6 separate regions of the Mus musculus genome follow, and all the other regions are linked to region 6. The links are chromatin contacts, called in public Hi-C, Micro-C and promoter capture Hi-C maps. All regions are on one chromosome and are shown on one strand. Each heading gives the region's core, a stretch centred on a gene start, on an enhancer-like site or on the middle of the called end of the contact. The rest is flanking DNA. Distances are from core to core; before and after follow the strand shown. Region 1 holds the start of Ifngr2 (interferon gamma receptor 2). Region 2 holds the start of Tmem50b (transmembrane protein 50B). Region 3 has its middle 19 kb from the start of Ifngr2. Region 4 holds the start of Eva1c (eva-1 homolog C (C. elegans)). Region 5 holds the start of Urb1 (URB1 ribosome biogenesis 1 homolog (S. cerevisiae)). Region 6 holds the start of Olig2 (oligodendrocyte transcription factor 2).

Region 1 (3,225 bases), core at 64-2,563, 320 kb after region 6:
GGATGCCAGCACCTAGCTGGCCTTGCCCTGACAAAGTTGCCTTGGGGAAAGGAGAGAAACGCTTGTCTTTGGGGGGTTGTATGCTTGAGGCATGGGGTACAGATCCAGGGAATATGCCCTTAGCACTGTGCTGAGGGAGGGAGATTCTAGACAGGGGTGTGGTAGGGAGTGGGGTGAGGCAGTAGTAGCACTTCCAAAGGCTTACCATTTGGGGTCAAGACCACAGGCTGAAAAGCTTAGTGATCACAGGTCCTTCGTGGCTTTAGCTGAGTCCTTTTCCTTACCCTGTCTCATAAAAATAAAACATGCCGGGGGCAGGGCACGGGGCACTCAGAGGGGTATACTTATAATCCACAGCCTGTGTGGTTAGGTTTTCTCTCCTCTGCGGTTTTCAACACGTCCTGTTGAGAGGATCCCCACAGCCCTCCTCTTCTCCTTGGCATGTAAGTACATTTCTGGGTCTTGAAATTCTCAAGTCATAGTTCAAATTTTTGCTAGATAATTTCATCACGTATTTTTATAACAGGCCAACTTCTGGAGCCACAGGCACAAGGGAAGGGTTTGGGGGCCCACGACTAACCCCTGAGAGGTAGAGATGTGAGGATCTGTGAAGTTCAAGGCCAGCTTCAACTACAGTTTAAAGTGGCTTCCTAAGACTGAGGCCTCAGCGGTTAGGAGCAATAGCTGCGGTTCGATGACCCCTTTCTTTGACTCTTGTCTCCCTCTAACCATTCCTTTCGTTGCCCCCTTTTTTGTGGCCGAGGTGTGAACGTCTCTGCCAACAGGCTGGCCACTGGGGAAGGCTCAGGCTGGGAGCCTATCCCTGCCCTGCTCTGGGGTCACTTCCTCGTAGCTTCACAGCCACAGAGGGCCAAACCCACAGACTATTAAGCAACCAGTACAGTTCCTCTAGCTTTTCTTCCTCTGTGACACCACGGCCTAGAGGGTCCTCTCTGCTATACCCTTAAGTAGCCCTTTGCTTAAAAGGATTCAAAGCTTAGCACGATCTTTCCGGTCATTAAAGAGAACAGAATTCAAAATAAATGGGTCCTTAAATCGTACGTGGCGGGAGTCCGAAGTGGGGTGGGGTAGGGTGGGGATGGGTGTCCACGGGTCTCTCCAGAAGGATGGTACTAGAGATCTCTGGCCACACATTGGAGGTCGGCTCGGCGAGGTGTGGCCGGAGTCACCGGGGCTGTGTGCTGGGCTGCGGGGGCCGCGGTTCCCGGGAACACCGGGGAAAGTCCCCACGGGCCGGGCGGGGGCGGGGCCGGGCGCGGTGGGGGCGGGGCGGGACGCAGGCGGGGCGAGGCGGCTCTGCGGCTAGGCTGGGGAAGAGGCGGGCGCTCGGCTCGCCATGGCCGCTGCGGTGCGAGTCTGAGCGGCGTCCACCCCGCGGTCCCGGGCCGCCCGGGCCATGCGGCCTTTGCCACTGTGGCTGCCGTCGCTGCTGCTCTGTGGGCTCGGTGCCGCGGCGTCCTCGCCAGGTAAGCGCGACCCAGGAGACCCCCCACCCCACCCCCGACTCCTCGGGCTCTCCTGGGTGTCGCGTCCGCGCGTGGGTGGCTCCGGGAGCTTGCACCCGGCACAGGGTGGGGTTCTGCAGTCGTTCCCGATCTGCGGGTGACCGCGATCGGACGGGGCACCGACCAGGAGGAATCTGCAAGAGGGAGCTGCAGTGAGTGTAGCGTGGACCACGGGGAATTCCAGGCCTGGAGGTGGAGAGCCCAGTTCGTCTTTGGCTCCTTGGTGCCAGGGAGATCAGCTGACGGGCAGGACCAGTATTTGTCTGGGCAGCCTATAAAATCCTCGTACTCAGTTCCTCGGGATCTTATAGATGGGGAGCAGAAATGCCTGTGTCCCCTCCAGTGTATGGGGACAGAGGGTCAGCTGAGGCACACTTTTAATCTCAGCTCTATCCTACTCCGCCCACACAGCCCTTTACCGGGGTTCAACTTCCCACTTTTGTCACCAACCTGACTGTATTTATGAGCCAGTCATCAAAACCAACAAAAGAAAGACATCACTAACCAAGAACATTCTTCCTACGTGATTATATTTTGCTGGGTTCTTTCCCGTGCAGAGATCATATCAAAGCTTGGATATCTGGAGTCCACAGTGGTAGTGGGGTGCACCCTTGTGAAAACACAGAACTCAGGATGAGAAAAAGGGGTCCTGAAGTTTCTGGCCGGCCGGGCCGGCTTGGTTTACTCAGTGGGTCTTGCTGTTGTTGTTTATTTTGTTTTTTTTATAGTTTGGCCATTAGTTAAATAAGCCTACGAATTGGGACGTTCCCTCCCATTGGAAGTGGTGTTGAGGAGTTAGTTGGTCCTCTGTCAGCATCCCTGCAAAGGCCCTTAAGTTCCCTTTCTCCTTAAGGGCAGAGGAGCACAGGAGGATGAGTGGGTTACGCAGTTAACTTGTTCTCCTGGAGTCAGACAAAGACTTTAAACCCTGGCTCTGATGTTCCCCATTTTGCCTTGAGCAATCTGTGTCTGACACACCCACACACACAGGTCTCCTTTGGAGGAGAGCCTGCGATTGTCTGAGATGTCTGTGAACTATGTGTTCAGAAGTTGATAGGCGTATTTAGAAACTTTACAACAGACATTTTTCTAATGATTAACTTTTTATTATGCTCCACAAAAGTCGTGGTCTGTGGCTCATTAACAACAAATTGGATCCTTAGATATTTTGAAAATGGTAGCCTTTTGTAAATTTCTTAGACTCTCATGCCACTCTTAACGCGAAATTTTCACACTTTTTTTTTAAAAGAAAAACTAGGATATGTTTAAAAGAAACCCTTTTAGTCACAGTGCAGAGTGAAAATATTGACATTGTTCTTGCGGCCAACAGGTAATGAGAAGATTCCCATAACTGTTCCATAGGTTATGAATGGCCCTCAGGAATCATAAAATTGCTTTTAACAACATATTCATGTTTTGCCTGCATGTCTATGTATGTCTATGCACCACTTGAGTTCCTGGTGCTTACGGAAGCCAAAAGAGGCCATCATATCTCCCAGAACTGGAGCTATAAATAGTTCTGAGCTGCCCTGCTGGGGCTAGAACTCTAATAGAGTAGCAAGTGCCCTTAACCACCGGGCCATCTCACAGCCCCGGAAACAAGGCTTTGAAAGGAACATTTGTAAAACGCTCCAGGGAGTCAAGGCTAGCATATCAATACTGTACCCCAAACAGGCTGGAGTTACTCTCTGTTGCTTTG
Region 2 (2,887 bases), core at 358-2,857, 370 kb after region 6:
AATCTGATGCTCTCTTCTGGAGTATCTGAGGACAGCTACAGTGTACTTACATATAATAAATAATTAAAAAAAAAAGAGTAGAACTGGGACATAAAGAGTGGAGAGTGAAGGAGAGAATTTTGAGGAACTCCCCCAGCCTTTTTTTCAAGACAGGGTTTCTCTGTATAGTCCTGGCAGTCCTGGAACTGGAGCTGTAGACAAGACTGGCCTCACCTGCCTGAGTGCTGGGATTTAAGGCGTGCTGGAGGGTTTCACTTTTTATTTGCTGTTTCTGTATTGTCTGAAAACTTTACTTGATAATCTTCTTCAATGTTTATTACATTAAAAGACACATAAGGACTAAGCAAGATTGATTCTTTAATCAATTGACCCCAGTAGTGAATTTAGAAAACCAAAACCAAAACCAAACAACGCAATAGCGTTGAAGGCTGCTGTCTAGCTGATAGAGGAAGAATGGGGAGGATCAAAGGGTGTGTCTCCTGAAGAGGAAAAAACTACATCCTCACCCCGTTCCGATTAAACCTGCTTTTCTTGAAGCATCGCTATGCAAATTAACCTCTGGGTTTCATTTTTAGGATCAGGAAGTCTTTGAACACTATGCTCGTTTAAGTGTTTAAATTGCTTGGCTCTGGTTTTTGGAAGCCGCACACAGGTAGAAAAGACAAACGAGAAAGGAGGATGAGAAGCCTGGGAATAAGCGCCCCTGGAATTATCTAGAAATGGGATTTGTGGTACAAATAGGGTGAAGAGTTGGAGCGCGAAGGATGCACGGGGGGGTAGGGGGGTGGATGTTGTTGAGGGTGAGCATATCTACTCCAGCGAGAGGTTTGAATTCCCACGCCCCTCCTCCCATCGCAGCAGCAAGGTGGAAGAGCGAGCCCAGCCCTCTGCTGCTACGGTCGGAAAGGTCACGTATCTACCCACCTCTCAGGCTCAAGTACCTTCCAGTGGTGAAAACCAACTTACTGGCTAAAGACCAAAATGGCCTAGCCTACAACGACCACTGCTCTGCTACTTCTCTGAAAAGGCCACTCGCCACTTAGGATGAATTCCCAAAGACTTCCCTCCCTCTCCTCCCTCTCCTCCCTCTCCTCCCTCTCCCCCCAGCGCTTGCAGGATGGAGGGGAAAGTCAAGGATACAAGGACAGTTCCTGGCAACGGCTCCGAGCAAACGGGAGGGTCGCTCGTCCCCAGACGCTCGTGGGGCCTCGGTGGCGGCTGCGGCGGTGCCCCACAGGACCTCCATCCCCTACCGATCGCCTTGGGGACCTCCCCAGACTCAGGACGAGATGCGCGGCGGAGCGGCCTGCCTCGGCTGAGCGCGGGTCACGGCGGCGTCAGGGCCACGGGGCGCCGAGAGGACGCGGGCGCAGGCCGGGCCCCGCCGGTCGCCCGCGCGCTCCTTGGCACCGACACGGGCGGCGCCACAGAACCTCAGGCCGCGCCGGGCCGGCGCCCTGCGTTCGATCGGCAGATCACAGAAACCCGAGACCTGCCAACCGCACTCACCCGGCTACCTGCGAAGTCTACACCGAGCCCAGGCAGGAGCAGGGACGTCGAGGGCGCGCGTCTGTCCGGGAAGCAGCGGCCCGATCAACCTCAGTCCGGGAGCCGGGGGCCGGCGGCGGGCGGGAGGCCAGGGCGCCGGTGGGGCGGGGGCGAGGCGCCGTGCGCACCGCAGGAACCAATGGGATTGCAGCAAGTGGCCTGCGTGGGCGGGGCATAACCCCTGGAGGCGGGACCGGGACCTCAGAGGCGGAACGGGGCTGGACCCGTGCGCTCTGCGGAGACCAATCATAGTGCGACCGATTAGATAGAGGGCGGGGCTTGATTCCTGAGGGCGGGGCTGGCGCGGTGCTCTACCTGCGTCCTGGAGCTGAGGTCCGGACCTCTCCTGCTGCGGTTTGCGGTAGTAGTGTAAACTCAAGCGCCTCAGCATCGGTGAGAGCACCGGTACGGGGAACCCAAGCCTATTACGCAAGGTCCTCTTGCATATCAGCAGTTGAGCATTGTTCACCAGCTGCCGAGAGTCGAGAACGCACTCCAAGACGTTCAAAAACCAAGACCTCAGAAGATGAAGTTACAGGTCCAGGGATCCCAGTCAGTACTGGTTTTCTGAGGGTACCCGCAAAGCAAAGCTACATAGCTATTTCAGCCTGATTCCTTTTTCCGTCTATCCAAATAGATTTTTGGCTTGTTTTGGGAGCAAATCTTTACTTATCTCCTTTAGAGATACTGCCTCTGGATTTTTCAGCATAACTTCAAAAACCACATTTCCTACAGAATATAAATGCAGTTAAAGAAAGATGCAAAGTCCAAGTTACTACTACATTGAAGGTAAAAACACACTTCACCTAGATAGAGTAAAGCAAAAAGATTTTTGTGTCACGTAACTGTCACAAATGACATCCTGGATCCTGTTACTCCTGTAGTTCTTGTATATAATCTAGGATTTAGGTATTCAATAAATATTCACTGCATAAATTCCTTTTTGGAGTATGGGATTATGCACACACACTAACAAGCAAGAGGGGCAGCAGAAGGGAACATCTTTAGGTATCTGTCCCAGAGCTAGGGAATGTAGTTCAGTTGGTACATTATTTAGCCTTAAATACATAAGGCTCTGGCTTGTATCCCAAGCATCATATAAACAGGTGTGGTGATACATGCCTGTGATCCCTGCATTCCAAAATGTCTCAGCTTGGGTATGATCATGGTCTCAAGCATATTTCTATTTCCAGTCAGACTGGATTACACAGCAAATTCAAGACCAAACCGAGCCGGGCGTGGTGGCGCACGCCTTTAATCCCAGCACTTGGGAGGCAGAGGCAGGTGGATTTCTGAGTTCCAGGCCAGCCTGGTCTACAAAGTGAGTTCCAGGACAGCC
Region 3 (2,901 bases), core at 44-2,543, 340 kb after region 6:
TTGGGTGCTGAGACCTTAGGGAGAAGCAGGGAGCCTCTCTAATGAGAGACATTGTGTATCCGACATCTTGGTTGGCGAGGGGTTGGGGGCATTAAGGGTTAAAAGGACAGGGCTGGGCCTAGGACTCAGTAGTGAGTGCTTGCCTTGAGTTCCATTAGGCACCCCCCACCACCCCCCACTCCCACTAAAGCCCCTCCACTTGGGGGAGGGGGATTAGTTCCAACTGTAGTCAAGTTGACAACCAAGAGTAGCCATCACAAACTGTTTTGGGGGTGAGACTGGTCTGTTGTCCTGAGGCAGGAGGTGGCTGTGGTTGAGCCCCAAAGGGCAGCCAAATGGGCCAAAGGTGACAAGAATGCCAGCAGGGAGCATGGAGCCCAAGCTCAGAGCAAACACTTCCTAGAAGTGGGGTGTGGGCGGGCTATCCAAGCTTATTCTCTGAGTGAGGGGCTAACCTGGATGCCTTCATCTACTGAGAATTCAAACTGCTTCAAATGGCCATATTTGTTGTAGTTAGTTTTTTGAGACAAGAATCTTACCAGGTAGCTCTGGCTGGTGTGGAGCCATCTATATGGGACAGACTGGCTGTGTGGATCAAGATATCTTCAACATCACAGGGCATGTGTCACCACGCCCAGAGGAAACAGAAAAGCAGTTTTACAGCCCTCTTTACCATTGCATTACCATAACAACTCAGGTCATTATTGAGAACAATGTTTAGCCAATTAAAAGTCTGAAGTCCGGTTTTATTTATGGCCTGGGTGGACCTGTGCCTCTGGTGCCAAGTGCAGGAGGATACAGAATTTTTAAAGGCAAAAAGCACAAAGACCGTACATCTAAGGTGACAAGCAGAGTAACCTTGAAACACTCATTCCTGGCAGAACATAGTAATTATTTTAGACATAACTTGGCAGTTATTTTTGAGTTATCTCTTTTCTAGTTGTTTTAGTTTCATTATTTTGGTTAATACATCTGGACCATGGTGGAGGGCCATGGAAACCTCAAATGTGTCTCCAAGGAAGATGCGACATTGGGGGGGAGGGGCTGAGGGCTGAGAACTATGTAAAGAAACAGGAGATAAACGGAGTCAGAACAGCAAGGCGGACAGAGGTCCTTCACCATCTATTTTTAATTAAAAAAAAAATGCTTCGGTCTGCCTTGTAAAATAAACAACTAGCCAGTAGGATTGACTCCTGTGCTAACTTGAAACTTTAATTTCTAATCGGAAACCCATCACCTATGAGATAGGCTGGGCTCTCTCTTAGCATAGAGCAGCTGTAACCAGTCTCTATCCACTAACCACACCCATTCCCTGCTGTTCTCCAGTTGTGGGTCCACAACCATTTTTACATCTTTAAAGGGCTGGAGGGACAAACAAAAGATAAGGGCCGAGAATGTGGCTCAGCGGTCAAGGGCCTGCTGCCCGTCCAGAGGACCTGGGTTTTGGTTTCCAGCACCCACACGGGGTAGCTCCCAACCACCTGTAACTCCAGCTCTAGAGGACCTGACACCCTCCTCTAACCTCTGTAGGTACCTGCGCACGCAGGGCGAACATACAAACACTACACAAATAAATAAAAATAAAAAATACAAAGATAACACTTCAAACCACATGAAAATAATTTGGAGTTACACCCAGTTTGGCTCCGTTGTTCACTCGAGGTCTGCGGCCACCTTTGCACCACCAGGCGGACTTGAGTTGCTATAGAATATATGGCTCACAGAGCCTGAGGTTTACACCTGGCCCTCTGTGCCAAGCTTGCTGGCGTAGTTAATGACAGGGTCACTATACAGTCACAAAGAGATCCACTCTTATCATCAAGGTTTATGATGTAGGGTCAAAGGTCATAAATCATAAGAGGGCACACTGCATTCTTGTGTGCATACCATAAAGCACATTATGGGTCAGGAAAGGCTGCGTGCGCACAGTTTAGGAGAGTGCAAGGTTGCTCATCCCAAGCTGATAGGACCAAGCTGGACCAAGCACTAACCTGTAAGGAACCTCTCTCTTTAAGTCACCTTACTTCCAAGTGCAACAGATTTTCTTCCTGAATAAGCAGACACAATTTCTGTGCCTGTGGTTGTCAGGGACACAGGCTTAGTGTTGCAGGGATCAGTCTGCAACACAGTGTCAACTGCTCGCTTCACACCCACAAGAACAAGGTCAGGTAGGATTTTATTGCTGTTACTTCACTGTAAGACTTTAGTTACTCAAAATAAAGCATTCATCTGTACATTCAGTGTTCCCAGCTGGAGGTAACCACAGCTCCAGGAGCATGGGAACATCATGAGAACCGGCTTATGTCCACTGTACAGCCACTGCCGAGCTGGGGGCCGGGGGAGGGCAGTAAACCTACATCAAAGGGCTTTCAAGTTTCAGATGCTCCAAAAGTCAAAGCTCCCACAATGTCTACCCCAGCATAGCATCCCTACCCCAACATAGCATCTGTCTTAGTCAGGGTTTCTATTCCTGCACAAACATCATGACCCAGAAGCAAGTTGGAGAGGAAAGGGTTTATTCAGCTTACATTTCCAAATTGCTGTTCATCACTAAAGGAAGTCAGGACTGGAACTCAAGCAGGTCAGGCAGCAGGAGCTGATGCAGAGGCCATGGAGGGATGTTCTTTACTGGCTTGCCTTGCCTGGCTTGCTCAGCCTGTTTTCTTATAGAACCCAAGACTGCCAGCCCAGAGATGGCACCACCCACAAGGGGACCTCTCTCCCTTGATCACTAATTGAGAAAATGCCCCACAGCTGGATCTCATGGAGGCACTTCCCCAACTGAAGCTCCTTTCTCTGTGATAACTCCAGCTGTGTCAAGTTGACACACAAAACCAGCCAGTACAGGATTCCCTACCCCAGCATAGCATCCCTACCCAGCATAGCATCCCTACCCCAGCA
Region 4 (3,019 bases), core at 243-2,742, 390 kb before region 6:
GCCCCCATCCCTCAGGGAGCACGGTTCCCTTACTGGGCCCGCATCTTCATGCCCTGCCAAAGAACCTGACACACACTGGTAGCCAATCTAGATCTAGATGAGGGGATAAGATAGACGAATAGGAGGGACCCGAGGTCTGCACACTCTTTCTCCAGTGGTCTTTGTGAATTGAGCAACCTTACCTACTCTTCCAGCCTTAGTTTACCCAACATAAGACGTTCATATTAAACTTATATCCCATGATTATTGAGGCTGTGTTTTTAAAAAAGATTGTGTGTGTGTGGGGGGGGGGGCAGAGTAGAGTTCGAGTTCGTGGGTCCCCTGAGAGAGATTCAGGGTGGTTGCAAGCTGCCAGCGCTGGGTGCTGGAATCTGAACTAGTGTCCTCTGGAAAAGCAGCAAGTTCTATTAACCGCTGAGCCATCTCTCCAGCCCAAGGCTATGCAAACTGGGTCTCTCCATACAAACACCAGTATTTAGCATTTTCTTCCCACCCTCAGGATCTCAATTTGGGCGACCTAGCCCCCCGAAGGATGTGTGGCTGTCATCCTCCTAGAATCTAGTGGTCCAGCTCTGAGACAGTGCCACAGGGAGGCAGAGTGTCCTCTTGTTCTGCTGGCCTGGCCTCCGCACTCTGAGCTCTGCTCCCAGAGCAGGGCGGGGCTGGAAGCCTAGACCCGCCCTTGGGCCTCATTATCTACGTTTCCGCGTCAGGCGCGCTGGGTGAACTTGGCAAGCCCTCCCGGCGGTGGATGGGGAACACTTTGTGCCGAGCGCCCGCCCGCCCGCCGGGCCCTCCTCCTTCCCACCGGCGCCGCGGGGCCTGGACGCCTGCGCTGTTCTTAGGTCTGGGGTCTCTCGAGTGCCTAGCACCTGGCCCCGCAGCTCTGGACTCCCGCTCATCGTCCCTGGTGTCATCACCGATCTATTGGTCTACGGGTGTCCAAATGCGTAGACACCGCACGTAGTCAACAGGGTCATATAGATGCCGTGGCCCATTTTAAAACAAAGCTCAATTATAAGCGCTCAGCCGCTGTTTATTCCAGCCCAGTTTCAGATCCCCGAGGGCTGCTGTCAACTAGCACCCACAGGAAGCTCCATCCGAGCAAAAGGAACCTGGCTCGGAGCCTCGTGACTGGTTTGAGACTACCAGCTCCCTCAGGTCCGGACTGCTAGAGCCTAGGCAGATTTCTATGGTGGGCAGAAAGTTGAGGACCCAGTCTCCCATTCAGTGCGATCAGACGTACTGCGTGCTTGGTGGCTGAACAACAAGCGCTGAAGGTGGCAGAGACGGTAATGTCTCTATCTCCGGGACCTCACCTCCCACCCCCCTTCCCACGATCTCCGCTCCCCTCTAGCCAGGGCTGTACGCTGCTGCCTTGGTTCTAAAGTGCGTCACGGACGGGCACCAGCCGCGCTGCTCCACCGGCCTGGGTGAGGTTGGCGCCGAGCCAGCGCAAGCTGAGCCAGCAGCTCTTGACCATCACCCCGCCTAGAGACACCGGCGTGGAAAGCGCTCAAGCTGCGCAGCATCGGGTCGCTGCTGGAGACGCTCTCCGCTTTGGGCTCGGCGCCCCCGATCGGCCTCGGCCAAGCTCCGGAGCACGAGGTGACACCCCCTAAACTCCCTAGGCTGGCTCCCTAGGTTCATGGAGCCAGGAAGATTTCTTCTGAAGAAACTACGCCTCGGCCTCCCTGGGATCCTCGCCCCGCCCCGGGTCTCCGCCCCCTCCCCTTGGCTGGGGATCCCGGACCCGGCGGCGACCGCCTAAGAAGCTCCAGCAGCCTGGACAAGGAGGCGGCAGGGGGCCGGGAGCTGGTGGCTACAGACTCGCCCCGCCATGTGACGCGGTCCTCCTTGCCTGCGATCCCAGCGCCAGCGCCCGCGCCCAGCCGCGCCGCGCATCATGCTCCTGCCAGGACACCCGCGTCCACCACCCGCGCCCCAATCGGCGCAGAATCAGGGCCTCCGCAGGCAGGTAGAGCCTCCGGGGCAGCTTCTGCGCCTGTTCTACTGCACGGTCCTAGTGTGCTCCAAAGAGACCTCCGCGCTCACCGATTTCTCTGGTAAGAGCGCTCTTGCTTGCCTCGAGCCCGCGTTCCCCTAGCTGTTGCCCAGGTGAGTGGCCTCTGCATGGGGCACTACCTGGTTGGATTAAAGTTGAAGTGTTCTCCCTAACTAGTTATCTTGCCTCGTGGGAGCCCTTGGCATCTAGGTGGTGGTAGCAGGGAAGTCAGCCCTTATTAAGGCCGGGCTTATTTCGAGTTTCTCTAGGCTCTCTTGACTTTTGTTAGTTTCCTGGGCATCGGCGACGCAGCCCTGACCTTTGCATGTTCACCAGAGGACCCCTAAGCTGAGCCCGGACCCCTAAGCTGAGCCCGGACCCCTAAGCTGAGCCCGGACCCCTAAGCTGAGCCCGGACCCCTAAGCTGAGCCCGGTACCACGCCCAACTCTGGAAGATTGCCGTGGTCTGGACGAAGGGTTGCACTTGGCTGGCCACTCACACGATAAGGGTGCGTCCCAACCAGACTCCAGGGTACCCATGTAAGGAGACTTGTCCAGGGCACGTTGGACAGAAAGTCCAAGCCAGCCTCGAGGGGGGGAGCCTGGGAAGACTGGAGGTCTGGTGGAGATGCCCGGAGACTGATAGAAGCTGACAGAACAGAGACTGGACTCAGAGGCATGACTCTCCAACAAAAGGTGGCAGCACCCCCCCCCCAACACACACACACACACACACACACACACACACACACACACACACACGACTTTCTCCTGCCAAGTCAAAGATCAATGTGCTCTTTGGCGAATTCCTACCTGACCTCTGAGCAAAATACCTTAGCAAGGTGTGAGGCAAGGCTGCAGGTGGCAGTTAGTTGTGGGGATGGTTTTTAGAATCCATGCTCAAAGTGACAAATGTCTTTACCACTGCAACCGCCCCGGATCTCCATGTGCTCGGCATCTTTCTCCATCAACCCCAAGAAGCATCTATCTCTACCTACATCCTTTCTCTTGGGA
Region 5 (3,015 bases), core at 227-2,726, 420 kb before region 6:
CTTCAGCTTCGCAACGTCTTTCAATCACTTCATTAGTCATGTACCTGCCAACCTAGCTGTCCCCTGAAATGTAGACAGAAGCCTTTCAGGAACCGAGCTGGCGCTTTTCTTCTGCCAGGAAGGCTCCTTTCCCTATACAATTCTACAACTCATGAAAAACCTGCTTCCTTGGGGAAGCCTTCTTTGATTTCACAGATCAAGGTCCCAGGCCCATTAGGCACAATGGATAGCTGGCTCCTTCTGGAAGACCCGTGACTATGTGACTTTGCTGGTCACCTGCTTTCCCAAACTATCAGATTTGCAATGGCAAGACCTGTGCCAGGGTTTTATTCGCCCATTACATCTCTACCTAACAAACAGCAACTGCAATTAAATATCGAATAAGTGTGTGGGGCGCTAAATTCTGTGCTAGCAAAGGTGTCATCTTCTAAGCAAACGACCAAGGCGAGGCACCAAACGTTTAAAAATAAAAATTGTAAGAAAAACATTAGCTGAGAATACTTTTTGAGTCAGGGTCTCACTATATAGTGTTTACCGAGTCCCCTGGCTTGAGTTAGCCCAGGGCAGTTCAGGGAGACGGACAGCTTACTCTTCTTTGGACTGGCAGCAGCAGCAGCAGTCAGGAGTGCTCTGCCAACATGACACTGTCAGGATGGCACCAATTCTATCCTTAATCTTCAAATATTTCTAATGTTGGAAGTCAAGGTGTACTTGGTCTGGCACTTTCTAAGAAGATAAGGCTGGCCTTCAACTGACAGAAATCCTCTTGCCTCTTCCTCCCTCTAAAGTGCTGAATTAAAGGCACGAACCATCAAGCCCTGCGATAGTTTATTAACTTTGTAGTTTTGTTAACCTAAGAGAAATATTTCGCTGTCTTGTTTTTACCACCGCGTTGACGTCTGAACATGGTAACATGTTCAACTGTGGTTCTCCTCACAACCAATGTACTCCTTGCACGATTAGAAGTCGTTGTGAAGTGGTGTCACACTCTGCAGCGAGTGAAATTAAATTACAGAATCTGGCCCCTCTCGGTTACCGGTCCGGACAATCCTAGTCACTCGATTTAGTTGTAGGTCCTTATGGAACTTGTTACACGTGACATCCCGCCATTATCAGGGTTGACAGTTGGTTACTATGGGAACGGCTACTGACAGCCCAAGCAAGCTATCTCACTGAACTATTCTTGACTAACTCCGAGCCGGGCTCCGAGGCGCCGCTGTGCCGGCTACTGCCCCGAAGCTGAGGAGTCCGCTCCCACTCACCCGGTCCTGGGCCCTGCGCATCCTTCAGCAGGGTCTTGAACCGCACGCCCGTGAACTCCTCCGCTCGCGTTCGCTTGACTGTGCCAGCGGGGGACGCCGCGCTGCTGGGACCCTCTGACGCCTTCCTCTTGGGGACCCCCATGGCCCAAACCACCGGGCCAGCAAAACGGCACCCTCGGAAAACCCACGCGACCGGAAGCACCGGCGGCAAGGAAGGGGCGGGACTGGAAGGAAAGGCGGAGCCTATGAGGGGAAGCCGGTAAAAGAGCCGGTCTTCGGGTGAGAAAGGGCGGAAGGGGCGGGGCCTGCTGAAGGGGGCGTGGAGAAGGTAGAACACCTGGGGGCGGGGCCTTCTGGGGCGTGTCTCTGGGTGGTGTGGGCGTGGCTTGGTGCTTGGGTGGGGCCTGTAGGGCCTGGGATTTCCCCAAGGGTTCTCTGGCTGTGCTCTGCCTGCAAAGAAAAATCACATACCCGCCCTTAGCTGCAACAATCTGGGGCAGATGGATCAAAATGCTTCCCCTGCTCCCGCAACTCCCTGAGCAGGAAGAACTCCCAGACCCACAAAGAGCAGCACAAAGAGCTCAGATATTTAAAAATCTCTGAGCATTTTAATGATATCCTTTGAACAACTTCATGAGATTGATACTTCCTCAGTTCAAGCCCCCTGCGTGTAAGTGTAAGCCGGGTGAATTCCCGAGGGCTTGACATCAGGTGGACTTACCTCTGAAAAGCCCTAGCTTGGGAATGTGGTCCAGAGTGTCCGTAACCCTGAATCCCCAGTTTTTGTCACAACCCTAGCCAGAAGGCCTAGGCTGGTTAGATGTCATTTCAAGTAACCTCCATCCACGCTTGCTTCCCCCAAACCTTGATGCACTCCTTCTGTGGTGCTGAAGGCCAGGGGCGATCAAAGAAAGCAAGCATTTAAGAAAACCTCCTTGGACAGTGCCCGCATCTCAGCACCCTCGTTAAAAAGGAGACAACAAAGCCGGCTCTCCCCAGTCCTGGGCTGGAGAACGGCAAGTAATGTAATGTTTAAAGAACTGCTTTAAGGGGACAGAGAGTACGATACAGTTTTTATTTGTTGTAAGCTGTTGATTTACAGGCTGCATTCAATGCTCTGGCAAAAATGTGGGAAAGTAAAAACAGTCAGTTGCATAATTAAAAAAAACAGATCTTATCAATATCTTGGTATGTATTTAAAATTCCAAACTAGCCTGTTAGTTGGGAAATCGATGGTTTCTGAAATTCTCTGTCATATTCTTCTAGTCTAATAAGGCACACTTTTGGAAGCAAGTATCTTTTAAGCATCTAAGAATGTGGTCCCTGTCACTCCTATGATTTTAGAGTCCCTAAGAGAAAAACAAACAAACAAACAACAACAACAACACTTGCCTTTGACTTTGAGCCTGTAGCCTACAGAAACAACTGCATCTGTGGGAATCCCTAGGTCCCGGGCCTGTCAGAAAAATGAAGATGACTAAAACCATGAATAATTTTGAGAGAAGAGGCTGAAGACCGACTTGTGACCAATTGCCCATGTTGACACTCACCAGGACCCAAACAAAAGGCAGCAAGAAGAAGGAAGAAACAGTCTAAAGCCTTGAGTTTAGCTTATGTGATGTTGGGGGAAATTATCATCTCTCTGTACTAGTGGAAGTTATAAATAATTGGGGGTGGGGGTGTGGCTGGGAGGGTGATGGTCTCAGCTCAATCCCCAGAACTCACACGGTGAAAGGAGAGACCTCCTCTCACA
Region 6 (2,840 bases), core at 181-2,680:
TTGGCGCTTATGTTTGGGGGGTGGAGGAGAGGTAGCACCCGAGATCTGTAAAAAATAAATATCCCAACAAACAAACAAAACGCATTTGAGCTGGAAATGTCCGGATGTGAGAAACAGTTGGGGGTGGGGATACAACCTACTGCCCCCATGCTTGGGCACTGCCAATTGCTCGCATCCATCCACGGTAGGCAGGGTCACCTGTATGGGCCTGGCCGTATTTTCTCCTGGAGGCTTGCTGAAATCAATTCCTAGGTTTTCACTTCCATAAAATGGGTGAGTGTATAGTTATCTCTAGACTTCCCCAGGCAATTCACCCAGATCCAGTTTCTCAGCTTTGTATGTGTGTGTGTGTGTGTGTGTGTGTGTGTGTGTGTGTGAGAGAGAGAGAGAGAGAGAGAGAGAGAGAGAGAGAGAGAGAGAGGCTGCTACCTATAAAAGACGTCCCAAGGCAGCTAGGAGTGTGTTTCAAGTATCAACTCCCATCCACAGCGGAGAGCCTCCGATAATTCTTTGCAAATAATGTTGCCTCTACTCCAAGGCTTGGGCACCAAGATGTTGGAAGTTCAGTGGCTGGGTTTCCCTGAAAATGAATGAGGTGGAAGTCGTTAACCATCGATGCGTTGGCGCTTTGACTGTATTGAAAATAGCTCTCCGGAGCTTCTACACAATCTAAACTTTATAATGAATTGCGATTTCTTCCCAGAGTGCTAAGAACCTTTCTCTGCTTCCTTGCCCGCCCCGTGCTCTCCAAGGCCATGCCCCCACCTGGGGGCGCTACCGCCTGTCCCCAAAGCTGCAGCAACTGCCACTAAGTAGAAAGGAGCTAAGGGAGTGGGGGCCTTCTGCGCCGCTAGTGTTTTCTTATGCAACCACAAATGGTCACAGTTTGATGAAAATCACTCGATAGGTCGGCAGCGGGAAACAGGAGGAGGCGGGAGGGCTAGCAAAAACTCCAGGTGTGGCAAGCAACCTCGGTGTTCATTCTCAGCCATAGAACTGGTTGGCCATCGGACGAGTTTGCAGATTCCCCGTCTCACTCCGTACCCTGGCCTGACGCTACAGTGACAATATTTATATTGAAAGTTGCAGGCGTTCCCTCTCTGCCAGGGTCCCCAGACTTCTTTAGCAGCCCCGCTAGCCCACCCGCTTCTTCAGCTCGCCCTTTCCTCTCCCTGCCCAGGTCCCTCCTCCCATCCCTCCTCGCGAATCTCTCTACCGCGGGCGCCCATTGGCTGTGTGCTGAGAGGAGGCGTGTGCCGGGCCCGGCGGGTTTCATTGAGCGGAATTAGCCGGGTGACATCAGCTTCGCAGCCCCTCGGGCCGGCCCAGCTCATTGGCGCCTCTGCCCCTCCAGGAAAAGCACATTGTTCCCGCCCCCCGCCCGGACCACCGCCACCGCCGTCGCTGCTGCCTCCACCCAGCTATAAAAACCAGCGGAACCCCGAAAGGTGTGGATGCTTATTACAGACCGAGCCAACACCAGCGCCCAGAGCCAGGTTCTCCTCCGCAGCGAGCACCTCAAATCTAATTCACAGTAAGTGTCCCCGCCCCTTAACTGCTCCAGCCTAAACCCCGAAGACCGACTTCTCCAAAGTGGCTAGGATTTAGGATGCACCCTACAGTGCTGGCCTACTGGCCGAGATCCCGCCCCAATAGGTACTAATGACTGCCTGGGTGTCTACACTCACCGCAGCATCCCAGGCTCCAATAACTCCTGTTGCGAGTCCGCAAGCTAGCCGCGCGGTCGTAGAACCAGCGCTTAGAAAGTGAATCCAATGCGGGCTGCCAGTGCGTGTGTTCACGCTTGCCGGCGTTTGCTGCGTGTGTAGATGGCGTTAAAGGCAGATGCGTCTGAGCACCAGATAGAAAATACTTCTCTATTCAGATCTCCGGTCCAGAGAAAAGTCCTCATTTATTCCAGGCCGGACTGAAGAAATAAAACCTCTAGAATGTCCCTCATTGAGGGCCACCCAGAAGTCCCTGAAATAAAGTAACCGGTGGATGAGTGGGGAGGAGAGAGATTAGGATAACTTGCATGCCCCGGGCTGCTAGAAGGCCAGACTGCCGCGGCGTAGATGCCAACCACCTTTGCGGGTTCCTGGAGCTGCCGTGCAGGCGGGGACGGCGATTGTCTCACTTCTTTCTCCACACCCTGTGTGTCTGTCTGTCTGTCTCTGTGTATGTGTGTGTCTGTGTCTGTGTATCTGTCTGGTTCTCTCCTCAAGTTCGGAAGGTTGAAAAAAGAAGGATCATTCGAGAGCTTAGATCATCCCTGGGGCCATGGACTCGGACGCCAGCCTGGTGTCTAGTCGCCCATCGTCCCCAGAACCCGATGATCTTTTTCTGCCCGCCCGGAGCAAGGGGGGAAGCAGCAGCGGCTTCACAGGAGGGACTGTGTCCTCGTCCACGCCGAGCGACTGCCCGCCAGAGCTGAGCTCCGAGCTACGAGGGGCCATGGGCGCGTCAGGCGCGCATCCCGGGGACAAACTGGGCGGCGGTGGCTTCAAGTCATCTTCCTCCAGCACCTCCTCGTCCACGTCCTCGGCGGCCACGTCTTCCACCAAGAAAGACAAGAAGCAGATGACTGAGCCCGAGCTGCAGCAGCTGCGCCTGAAGATCAACAGCCGCGAACGCAAGCGCATGCACGACCTCAACATCGCCATGGACGGCCTGCGGGAGGTCATGCCTTACGCGCACGGGCCGTCGGTGCGCAAGCTCTCCAAGATCGCCACGCTGCTGCTGGCGCGAAACTACATCCTCATGCTCACCAACTCGCTGGAGGAGATGAAGCGACTGGTGAGCGAGATCTACGGGGGTCACCACGCCGGCTTCCACCCATC

The links. Promoter capture Hi-C pulls out the DNA fragments that hold promoters and counts their contacts. Hi-C and Micro-C count contacts between places; a contact is called where the count stands out from the background.
Region 1: a promoter capture Hi-C map of embryonic stem cells shows a contact between it and region 6. The contact joins the promoter of Ifngr2 here to the promoter of Olig2 in region 6. A contact is called at or near these places in 3 of 39 promoter capture datasets (cranial neural crest and embryonic stem cells), 4 of 484 Hi-C or Micro-C datasets (the MNK3 cell line, cerebellum and embryonic stem cells), 2 of 115 datasets of contacts at active chromatin or transcription factors (bone marrow-derived dendritic cells and embryonic stem cells) and 1 of 9 other capture datasets (embryonic stem cells).
Region 2: a Hi-C map of embryonic stem cells shows a contact between it and region 6, with 2.5 times the contacts expected there. The contact joins the promoter of Tmem50b here to the promoter of Olig2 in region 6. A contact is called at or near these places in 5 of 484 Hi-C or Micro-C datasets (B cells and embryonic stem cells) and 1 of 115 datasets of contacts at active chromatin or transcription factors (large pre-B cells).
Region 3: a Micro-C map of embryonic stem cells shows a contact between it and region 6, with 2.1 times the contacts expected there. The contact joins the enhancer-like site here to the promoter of Olig2 in region 6. A contact is called at or near these places in 2 of 39 promoter capture datasets (cranial neural crest and embryonic stem cells), 3 of 484 Hi-C or Micro-C datasets (the G1E-ER4 cell line, cerebellum and embryonic stem cells) and 1 of 9 other capture datasets (embryonic stem cells).
Region 4: a contact with region 6 is called in a Hi-C map of embryonic stem cells, with 2.8 times the contacts expected there. The contact joins the promoter of Eva1c here to the promoter of Olig2 in region 6. A contact is called at or near these places in 4 of 39 promoter capture datasets (cranial neural crest and embryonic stem cells), 12 of 484 Hi-C or Micro-C datasets (all in embryonic stem cells), 3 of 115 datasets of contacts at active chromatin or transcription factors (all in embryonic stem cells) and 1 of 9 other capture datasets (embryonic stem cells).
Region 5: a contact with region 6 is called in a promoter capture Hi-C map of stem cell-derived epiblast-like cells, with 2.2 times the contacts expected there. The contact joins the promoter of Urb1 here to the promoter of Olig2 in region 6. A contact is called at or near these places in 4 of 39 promoter capture datasets (cranial neural crest, embryonic stem cells and stem cell-derived epiblast-like cells), 8 of 484 Hi-C or Micro-C datasets (all in embryonic stem cells) and 1 of 115 datasets of contacts at active chromatin or transcription factors (embryonic stem cells).

Annotation. Positions count from the first base shown.
Region 1 is chr16:91,545,746-91,548,970 of GRCm38.p6, forward strand. Ifngr2 (interferon gamma receptor 2) reads left to right here and starts at 1,314. Exons shown (of 7, transcript NM_008338.4): 1 at 1,314-1,487. The coding sequence starts at 1,418.
Region 2 is chr16:91,596,073-91,598,959 of GRCm38.p6, forward strand. It overlaps Tmem50b (transmembrane protein 50B), which reads right to left and starts at 1,608. Exons shown (of 7, transcript NM_030018.3): 1 at 1,510-1,608.
Region 3 is chr16:91,564,443-91,567,343 of GRCm38.p6, forward strand. No RefSeq gene overlaps it. Among named protein-coding and RNA genes, the nearest start is that of Ifngr2, 19 kb to the left of the region's middle. Within about 2 kb of position 1,294, at least 28 of the 459 cell types and tissues checked have an H3K27ac peak or open chromatin away from gene starts, as enhancers often do. A contact at or near this core is called in embryonic stem cells, where this site is marked.
Region 4 is chr16:90,829,367-90,832,385 of GRCm38.p6, forward strand. Eva1c (eva-1 homolog C (C. elegans)) reads left to right here and starts at 1,493. Exons shown (of 8, transcript NM_001199210.2): 1 at 1,493-2,066. The coding sequence starts at 1,907.
Region 5 is chr16:90,808,937-90,811,951 of GRCm38.p6, forward strand. It overlaps Urb1 (URB1 ribosome biogenesis 1 homolog (S. cerevisiae)), which reads right to left and starts at 1,477. Exons shown (of 39, transcript NM_029497.1): 1 at 1,263-1,477. The coding sequence starts at 1,404.
Region 6 is chr16:91,224,120-91,226,959 of GRCm38.p6, forward strand. It overlaps Olig2 (oligodendrocyte transcription factor 2), which reads left to right and starts at 1,431. Exons shown (of 2, transcript NM_016967.2): 1 at 1,431-1,534; 2 at 2,226-2,840. The coding sequence starts at 2,281.